Linked DNA regions of Mus musculus: region 1 is linked to region 2. The links are chromatin contacts, called in public HiChIP or PLAC-seq maps. All regions are on one chromosome and are shown on one strand. Each heading gives the region's core, a stretch centred on a gene start, on an enhancer-like site or on the middle of the called end of the contact. The rest is flanking DNA. Distances are from core to core; before and after follow the strand shown. Region 1 has its middle 37 kb from the start of Abl2. Region 2 has its middle 28 kb from the start of Gm30472.

Region 1 (3,627 bases), core at 209-2,708, 280 kb before region 2:
TTAGCTGGCCTCTGGCTTTTCACCCTTGCTGTTACTACAAGGTGTCCTTAGTTCCTCAGGCTATGAGAATAACAGAGATGAAGAGGAACGACTTCCAGCTCCTATTTTAGCCACAAATCGTGGTGTTACTAATGACATAATTCTTGCCTAGGCCTTGCTAAATCTGAGGTTGACTATTCTCCTTTAGGAGCTGCACAGTACTCAGAACTGTGCATACTGGTTCGTGATCATACAAATACAGTATGGGTATCGCTTGGTGCAGAGAACTACTGCAAGGGAAGGTCCAGCTTGACCATTTCTGAGTTTCCTGTGGGTTATACCCAGTTTAAAAAGGAGTTGGTATCTAATTTTGGCTAAAAACCAAAAATATCTATGGCTCTGCCTCCCCTCCCCAAAAGATACCAAGAGCCACAGGTGTGGGTCGTGACAGCACCCACGGGAGAAAGTGGGTCAATGTCCACCCAAGCCAAGATTAAAAGCCCACTCATCTACGAATGAAAAAAATCATTTGATCACCTCAGTTAAGCGTTGCCTTATTTAACTTAATTAATAGGGGGGAGAGAGGTTGGAGACCGTACTGTCTTCACTGCCTCCCACCCCAAAATAAAAAGCCAATTGGCCTTGTACTACGGAGCCAGTCGTCACCCCCTCCTCCCTGTTTCCCGCCTGTCATCCAATAATGCGGAGGAATATCAACTCAGTGTTATTCTTAATAAAGTGTATTTCAAATTTGTTCAGTCAAACTTAGCCAGGGTTCCAACACCCTACTTAAAATTCAACTAAGAAGGGCTGGTGAGATGGCTCAGTGGGTAAGAGCACCCGACTGCTCTTCCGAAGGTCCAGAGTTCAAATCCCAGCAACCACATGGTGGCTCACAACCATCCGTAACGAGATCTGGCGCCCTCTTCTGGAGTGTCTGAAGACAGCTACAATGTACTTACATATAATAAATAAATAAATCTTTAAAAAAAAAAAAAAAAAAAAAAAAAAAAAAAAAAAAAAAAAAAAATTCAACTAAGAAGTTACCTATTCAATACTAATTAGCATTATAAAGTCAGAGCCTACAGCTCCAGGCTTTTCTGTTAGTTGTTTACTAGGATAGAAAGGACAGTCTTAGCCAGATACAGTTTACCATAAGAAAAGTTAGGGAATCCCACAGAGACAGGTTTTTTCTTTAGCCCTAGAATTCAGGCAAAACTATTGAGCATAAATAAATTTTTTGCCTCAGGCCAGCCTTTTCTTTTTTTTTTATTTTTGTTAACAACAGGGAGGAGATGTAGTCTCCCCTCCCCCAGCCTGAAACCTGCTTGCTCAGGGGTGGAGCTTCCTGCTCATTTGTTCTGCCACGCCCACTGCTAGAACCTGCGGCTTTGCTGTTCCGAAGCCATCATGTGCTCACCCTGCTACTAGACCCCGAGATTATTTGGCAGGGAACCAGGTCCCCTCCCCCTTTCTTCATAACTGAGTGTCGCAACAGTAAAAATTGAGCTTTGATCAGAGTGACTTTTGACTTGGCTTTGTTCTTTCTTCCGCCCGACTAGTTCTTCTCTTTCAGCCCGAGTTGCCATCTCAGTTGAACCGTTCGTTTCGAGCTGCAGGCCGGCCGCAACAGGCATGTACCACAGCACCTGGCTTTTGCGTGGGTTCTGGGAGATGGGGCTCCAGCCACCATGCTTCCATTGTCCCAGCTGAGCCATCTCCTTCCCAATACTTTGGACTCTGTATCTATGTGTAAGTCTCTGCATTCCCCACAGCTTTCCAACCCCTGAAGCCAAGGAATCTTCCTTTCAGCCTCCCAAGTTACGGAGTCTTTAGGTGTGCACCACACCCAGTCATTCATTATTTACAGGGAACTATACAACCATATGGCCATTTTCCACACACACATAACACTGTCAACTCTTTCAATCATTCAACAAATGTTTATTGTGTGATTCCTAGGCACCAGGCCCTGTTTAGAATAAACCAGTAAACAACAAAAATGCATGCCTTTGTAAAAGCCATATGTTATCTCATGGATGCTAGTGACATTTCTGAGTTGCTAAGTTGTTCAAATAGCTACTTTTTGGTTCTTTATTTAAAGTATAAGAGGAAGGATGGCCAGATGGCTGAGTGGGTAAAGGTTCCTGCTACCAAGCCTAATCCTCAGGGCCCACACAGTGGAAAGAAAAAACTGAATTTGTAAAGAACTGATTCCCTTAAGTTGTTCTTTGACCTCCAAATGCACACACACACACACACACACACACACACACACACGAAAACAGAAAAACATGCCATCTTTAAAAGCCTTTATGTAGAGTATGTGTTTAGTGAAATGCTAATTGAGTTATCCTTCATTTTATTTTAATCTATGGACTTCATCAACCGCATCCAACCTTGACCTGGAATGATTTCAATTCCAAGTAGGGCTGCCAGATTTAGCAAATTAAAAACTCAGGTGTTAACTTCGACCTCAGATAAATAGTGAGACTCTTTAGTATAATTGCCCCACATATGTCAAGTAGCCAAAATACTTAGCATTTCTTACCAACCTGCCTCCAGGACTTGCAATGTCTTCACACATTTTCAGTTTTATAACTGGGGGAGGGTTGCTAGTCACATCTAGTAGGTAAAGGGCAGAGATGCTGTAAGCATCGTATGACACACAGGGCGGAGCCCACAACGAAGAGTTATCAGACACGAGGCTTGCTAAGGTTGAGAACCTCTGTCCTATCCCGTTACTGACAAAATAAAAGGGAGGAACCAAAATCACCTAAGGGTCCTCCTCCTGTCCCAGTACAGATTTAATCATTGTCAGAGCTGGAGGGATGGTTAACAGTAGTTAAGAGCACTTAAGCAGAGGACCTAAGTTTGATTTCTGGAACCCACACTGGATGGCTCACAAGTACCTGTAACTCCAGCCTCAAGGAGATCTGACACCCTACCCTCTTCCTACCTCTGCAGGTACTTGCACACACGTGACACACACTCATACAGATACACACACATACACAAAAAAAATCTTTCAGGGGCTAGAGATGGCTCAGTAGTTCACTACATGTTCAAGTCTGGATTTCTCTCACACTTAACAGTTCATCTCAGTTTGAACTAGCCCCATTTAAGTGTTTCTATTAAGGCCCATTGTTGATGAAGCCGGTGCCTATAGATTGTGGTATTGACTTAGGGAAATTGACATGGTTAGTCACAGGGACCAGGGGACTGAGGGGCAGCCATTGGTTTGCATGGGATTTCCTCTGCATGTCTGAGTTGTCCTGTTGTTCTCATACTTGGGAGATGGAAACGTAAAGGTCAGGAGTTTAAGGCTATCCTCTGATATCAAGCAAAGTTTGAGGCCGGCCTTGGCTCCCTGTCTCAAAGCAAATCAAATCAAAAAGAGTTTATCAGAGATGCAGGTGCTATAGCTTATGGTTTGCCTGGCATGCTAAGCCCTGGGTCAGGCTGCCCTCAACACTGCTAAGTAAACAATCAAATAAAAGTATTTTGTTTGTCTTACTTTCATTTCTGCTGCTGTGATTAGAAGACAAACAAAACCAAAAGCTGATTGTTAATATACAGGCATTCCACTGGCCTGCCCTCAGGGACCTAGCACCTTGCAACCTGTGTATGCTGCCTATGAAATGACCC
Region 2 (3,853 bases), core at 702-3,201:
GGACCTCCAGGCAAGTATTTGAGGAGATACATTTGGCCTGAGGTGAACATTACACACATATACTTGTACTGAACATTACATGGAAAGTAACCCATCAATACGCACGCCTTTTACATCTTATATATTAATTAACAACTTAAAAAAAACATTATTCAAGTGGCAGGTACAGCAGCAGTTTGTCAGCTTCACCTTGCCTGTGCATCACTCGGGGAGCTCTCAAACACCTCCCACATCTCGTGAGTAATATACTGCTCCGCTTGGACCACATCCCTCAGAGATTCTGATTCAACTGGTTCCGTGTAGTTCTAATGAGCATCCGGCTGACAGCTACTATGCAGAATGCTGAACATACATACATACATACATACATACATACATACATACATACATACATACTCATGCCTCCCTGTGCTCATCATGAAACCGTCAAACTTAAGAATGGTGAGGCTCGGGGAAGGACGTGCAAGCACACCCCCTGAATCAGAGGCTTCCCTAACTTCCCTTGCCACTCTCTGCCGGCCGGCATCCTCTCTCCTTCCTGCTTCTGGAGCCCCCTTTCCTCTCTAGCACCTCATGCGGTAAGCCACTGTGCCAGATCAAGGCTTAGCCCTCAGGCCGCTGTCCTGGGAATACACTGAGAACTACAGTGCTGTGAAGTCAGTCTCATCTGAAATGGGCCGAAACGAAGACTGCGACCTAGGTTGGACTGATGGACACTGAAATCATATATTCTTTTATCGCCCCCGTAGCATCCTCCCACTGCGTGCTGACCAAATTTGATGTGAGCCTTGTATCGGAATCTGTATAGCTTTTGGCACTACTCACAGCAAGGAGCTAATGTTGGCCCTGGGCGGTGTGGCAACATATTCCCAGAAGCCCAGAGCTGCTCTCAAGGTTTGCTCACAGAACAGCAGCTGGACAAGAAAAAAGGAATAGCTGCTAAAACCTTAGCACACTGTACTTCCTTTTGTATTTGAAAGGTGACAGTAGAGCATCAGGTGGCCTGACAAAAGGACAGGGAGCCTTGGTGGCACTGCCCAGCGTGTGCTCTGTCCCTCTGCACCCATGGGACAAGCTGCACTCCCTCTGGAGCAGCAGGTCCGTGATGGAGAGGGGTTAAAAGCGGCTTTAAAGACCTCGTGGGACTTCAGTGTGGCGATTGTAAGCCCAAGAATTCACTGAATTCCTCCTGAGAGCAGACTTTGTGAGTAGAACAGCCAAATTATGGCTTGTTTCCCTCTAAGGGTCAAGCAAGTGGAGCCTTTTCGAGGCTGTGTTTGTCGTTTCTTGCTGCTAGATGGCGCTCGAGGACAAGCACTCTGCGGCCGCGCCAGCAAGTGCAGGTACCTACCATTGCACTATAGAAAATCGAATTTAGCATGCAGCTTGGAGCTTCTCTACTCCAATTATTCATTTTTAACCTGGAAAAGTAGTTAAAGCGACTTCCAAGTGAGTTCTTTGGGAATAGAGCTTTAGGGTAATTCTCATAGGGTCATCTTCCCACGGTTTCAATTTATTTTCTAATTTTACTCTATGCAAAATAGCCAGAGCATTCCCCCTTTACAGAAATTGGCAATAAACTGTGACTTTATTCCTTGGAAGAAGTGGGAAAACCCTAACAAGGCTCTAATTACACTAACCAAGACAGCTCAGTCAAAAGAAAATCTATGGCCATCTTCCGTTAGGACTAAGGCTGGTACATTGTAGAATTCTAGCAGGAAGAATATAAAATTCTCACAGTTCAGGCATGCCTGTGAATCTCCAAAAGGATTTTCTCAGGCTGAGAATACAGCTACATGTAGAACACATACTTTGCACATATGAAGTAGCCAAGGCTCTGGGGAATAGGGGTGGAAGGGGGAGTGTTCTTACTTTGTGGTGTCCTGGCTAGGAGAACCTGCAGGAACTCTATATTGTGTGATAGAGGATCTAGTGCTTGTCCTCTAGCGCCACCTAGCAGCAAGAGAAAGGCAAAACCCAATTCCAACAATGATATGTTACATTATGTTACAGTATAAGGCAGACAATGACCACATGTTACAATATGTTACAGTGTAAGAGAGCCGAGGCACAAGAGTTAAGTATCTTGCCCAAATGTGGCAGAGATTAATACTGTGTCATAGTGAGGTTAGTATGGCTTTACTAGGCACTTATTACATAAATTTATTAGAGTTCTCCAGAGGAACAGAGCCAATAGGATGAATATATCCAGAAAGGGAAGTTATGCTGGCTTACCTGTATGGTCTGGGTAGTCCAGCAATGGCTGCCTTCACATTGGAGAGAGTGAGCATCTGCTAACCACTTGGTCTATGAGGCTGGATTCCTGGGACCAGCAGGTCTTCAGACCACAGAGGAGGAGGGCTAAAGATGCTGGGCTTTAGTGTCCAAAGAGAATGGAGGCAGCAGTGCAGGCAGAAATGATAGAATAATGGACAATGGGAAGGCAAGAAGGAAAAAAAGAAAAAGAAAACCACAAAGCCTACCCATCAGTCCTTGTATCTAGGCTGCCACTGAAAGGTGTCCCTAATTCAGGGCAGGTCTACTACTTACTTCAGTTGCTGTAATTAAGGCACACCCTGTAGGCTGCCCATTACTCATTTTAGCTAGATAATCCCAGACAGATGTGCCCAGAGCTTGTCTCGGATGATTCTAGATCCTGCCATGTTGATGATATGACCTATCACAATTGACATACTTTCTATGTTTTCCATTTTCCCAACACTCCTACTACAGTTCCATTTTTATAGGTGACTTGAGCATCAGAAAGGTAAGTACTCTCTACCCAGGAGTCACATTCAGAAAGTAGTGGCGGGCTCCAAACAGGTGGCATTTCTCCAGCCAGTCACCTGAACCGCATTCTCTACATGTCTCCAGTCCCCTCTTTAAACCCTTCTGATTCCACCCACGACACTACCAAAACTGTGTCTGCCAAGGTCTCATGAGATTGCCACATCACCCAGCCCACCAGTCAGCCCCCCCACCATGTCCTGCTTCCCCAACCTACTCCCCCAACCCCATCCCCTGATCATCCCTCCTTGTCCCCCACCAATGTCATCCCGCCCTACCTGTCGGCACATGACTGCCTGACCACACTTCCTCCTGATATCCTTCGTTTCCAGGACCTCCCTTCCACCTTTAGAATTTCTTCTCTTGCTCAAGCCCTAGCATCTTTCAAGGTCCTCTTTTCCTTTCCTTCTTAACGCTTGAGGGCGCCTTAGCAAGAGTCTCCATGCTCTGGCTTTAATCATGGCCCCTAAGCTGAGGACTCCTGCCTTGTAAAATCCGCTAAGATGGCTCTCCCAAAGGGACTTAATTACCTGCTGATCTCTTCACTAACATCCAAACATCTCAAACTTAGCAAATCTGAAAATCATGAGAGCTACCCTGTCTGCACCCCTAACTATGCCATGTGTAGTTTTCTGTAACCTCATAGACTATAGCTCTCTTCCTTCCACCACCAAACTCCTGTGGTCATCCCACAGTCTTCACTTCCACTCCTAACATCCAATCAGTCGTTACCTTAGAAACAGATCTGATATGGCCACTTTCCACCACGATGGTCAGCCAAGCTTAACTACAAGCTCCTACATAAAATGTTTTTTGTTTTGTTTTGTTTTGTTTGTTTTGTTTTTTTTAATTAGGTATTTTCCTCGTTTACATTTCCAATGCTATCCCAAAAGTCCCCCATACCCACCCCCACAATCCCCTACCCACCCACTCCCCCTTTTTGGCCCTGGCATTCCCCTGTACTGGGGCATATAAAGTTTGCAAGTCCAAAGGGCCTCTCTTTCCAGTGATGGCTGACTAGGCCATCTTTTGATACATATGCAGCTAGAGACAAGAGCTCCGGGGT

The links. HiChIP or PLAC-seq counts read pairs in DNA pulled down with a chosen protein or histone mark.
Region 1: an SMC1A HiChIP or PLAC-seq map of large pre-B cells shows a contact between it and region 2, with 7 times the contacts expected there. The contact joins two enhancer-like sites. A contact is called at or near these places in 1 of 39 promoter capture datasets (hippocampal neurons), 1 of 15 datasets of contacts at CTCF or cohesin (large pre-B cells), 43 of 484 Hi-C or Micro-C datasets (B cells, the Ba/F3 cell line, the C2C12 cell line and 25 more), 4 of 115 datasets of contacts at active chromatin or transcription factors (embryonic stem cells, large pre-B cells and pancreatic cancer cells) and 1 of 9 other capture datasets (embryonic stem cells).

What each region holds. Positions count from the first base shown.
Region 1 is chr1:156,520,127-156,523,753 of GRCm38.p6, reverse strand. No RefSeq gene overlaps it. Among named protein-coding and RNA genes, the nearest start is that of Abl2, 37 kb to the left of the region's middle. Within about 2 kb of position 1,458, at least 53 of the 459 cell types and tissues checked have an H3K27ac peak or open chromatin away from gene starts, as enhancers often do. A contact at or near this core is called in double positive thymocytes, where this site is marked.
Region 2 is chr1:156,239,364-156,243,216 of GRCm38.p6, reverse strand. No RefSeq gene overlaps it. Among named protein-coding and RNA genes, the nearest start is that of Gm30472, 28 kb to the right of the region's middle. Within about 2 kb of position 1,951, at least 16 of the 459 cell types and tissues checked have an H3K27ac peak or open chromatin away from gene starts, as enhancers often do. A contact at or near this core is called in double positive thymocytes, where this site is marked.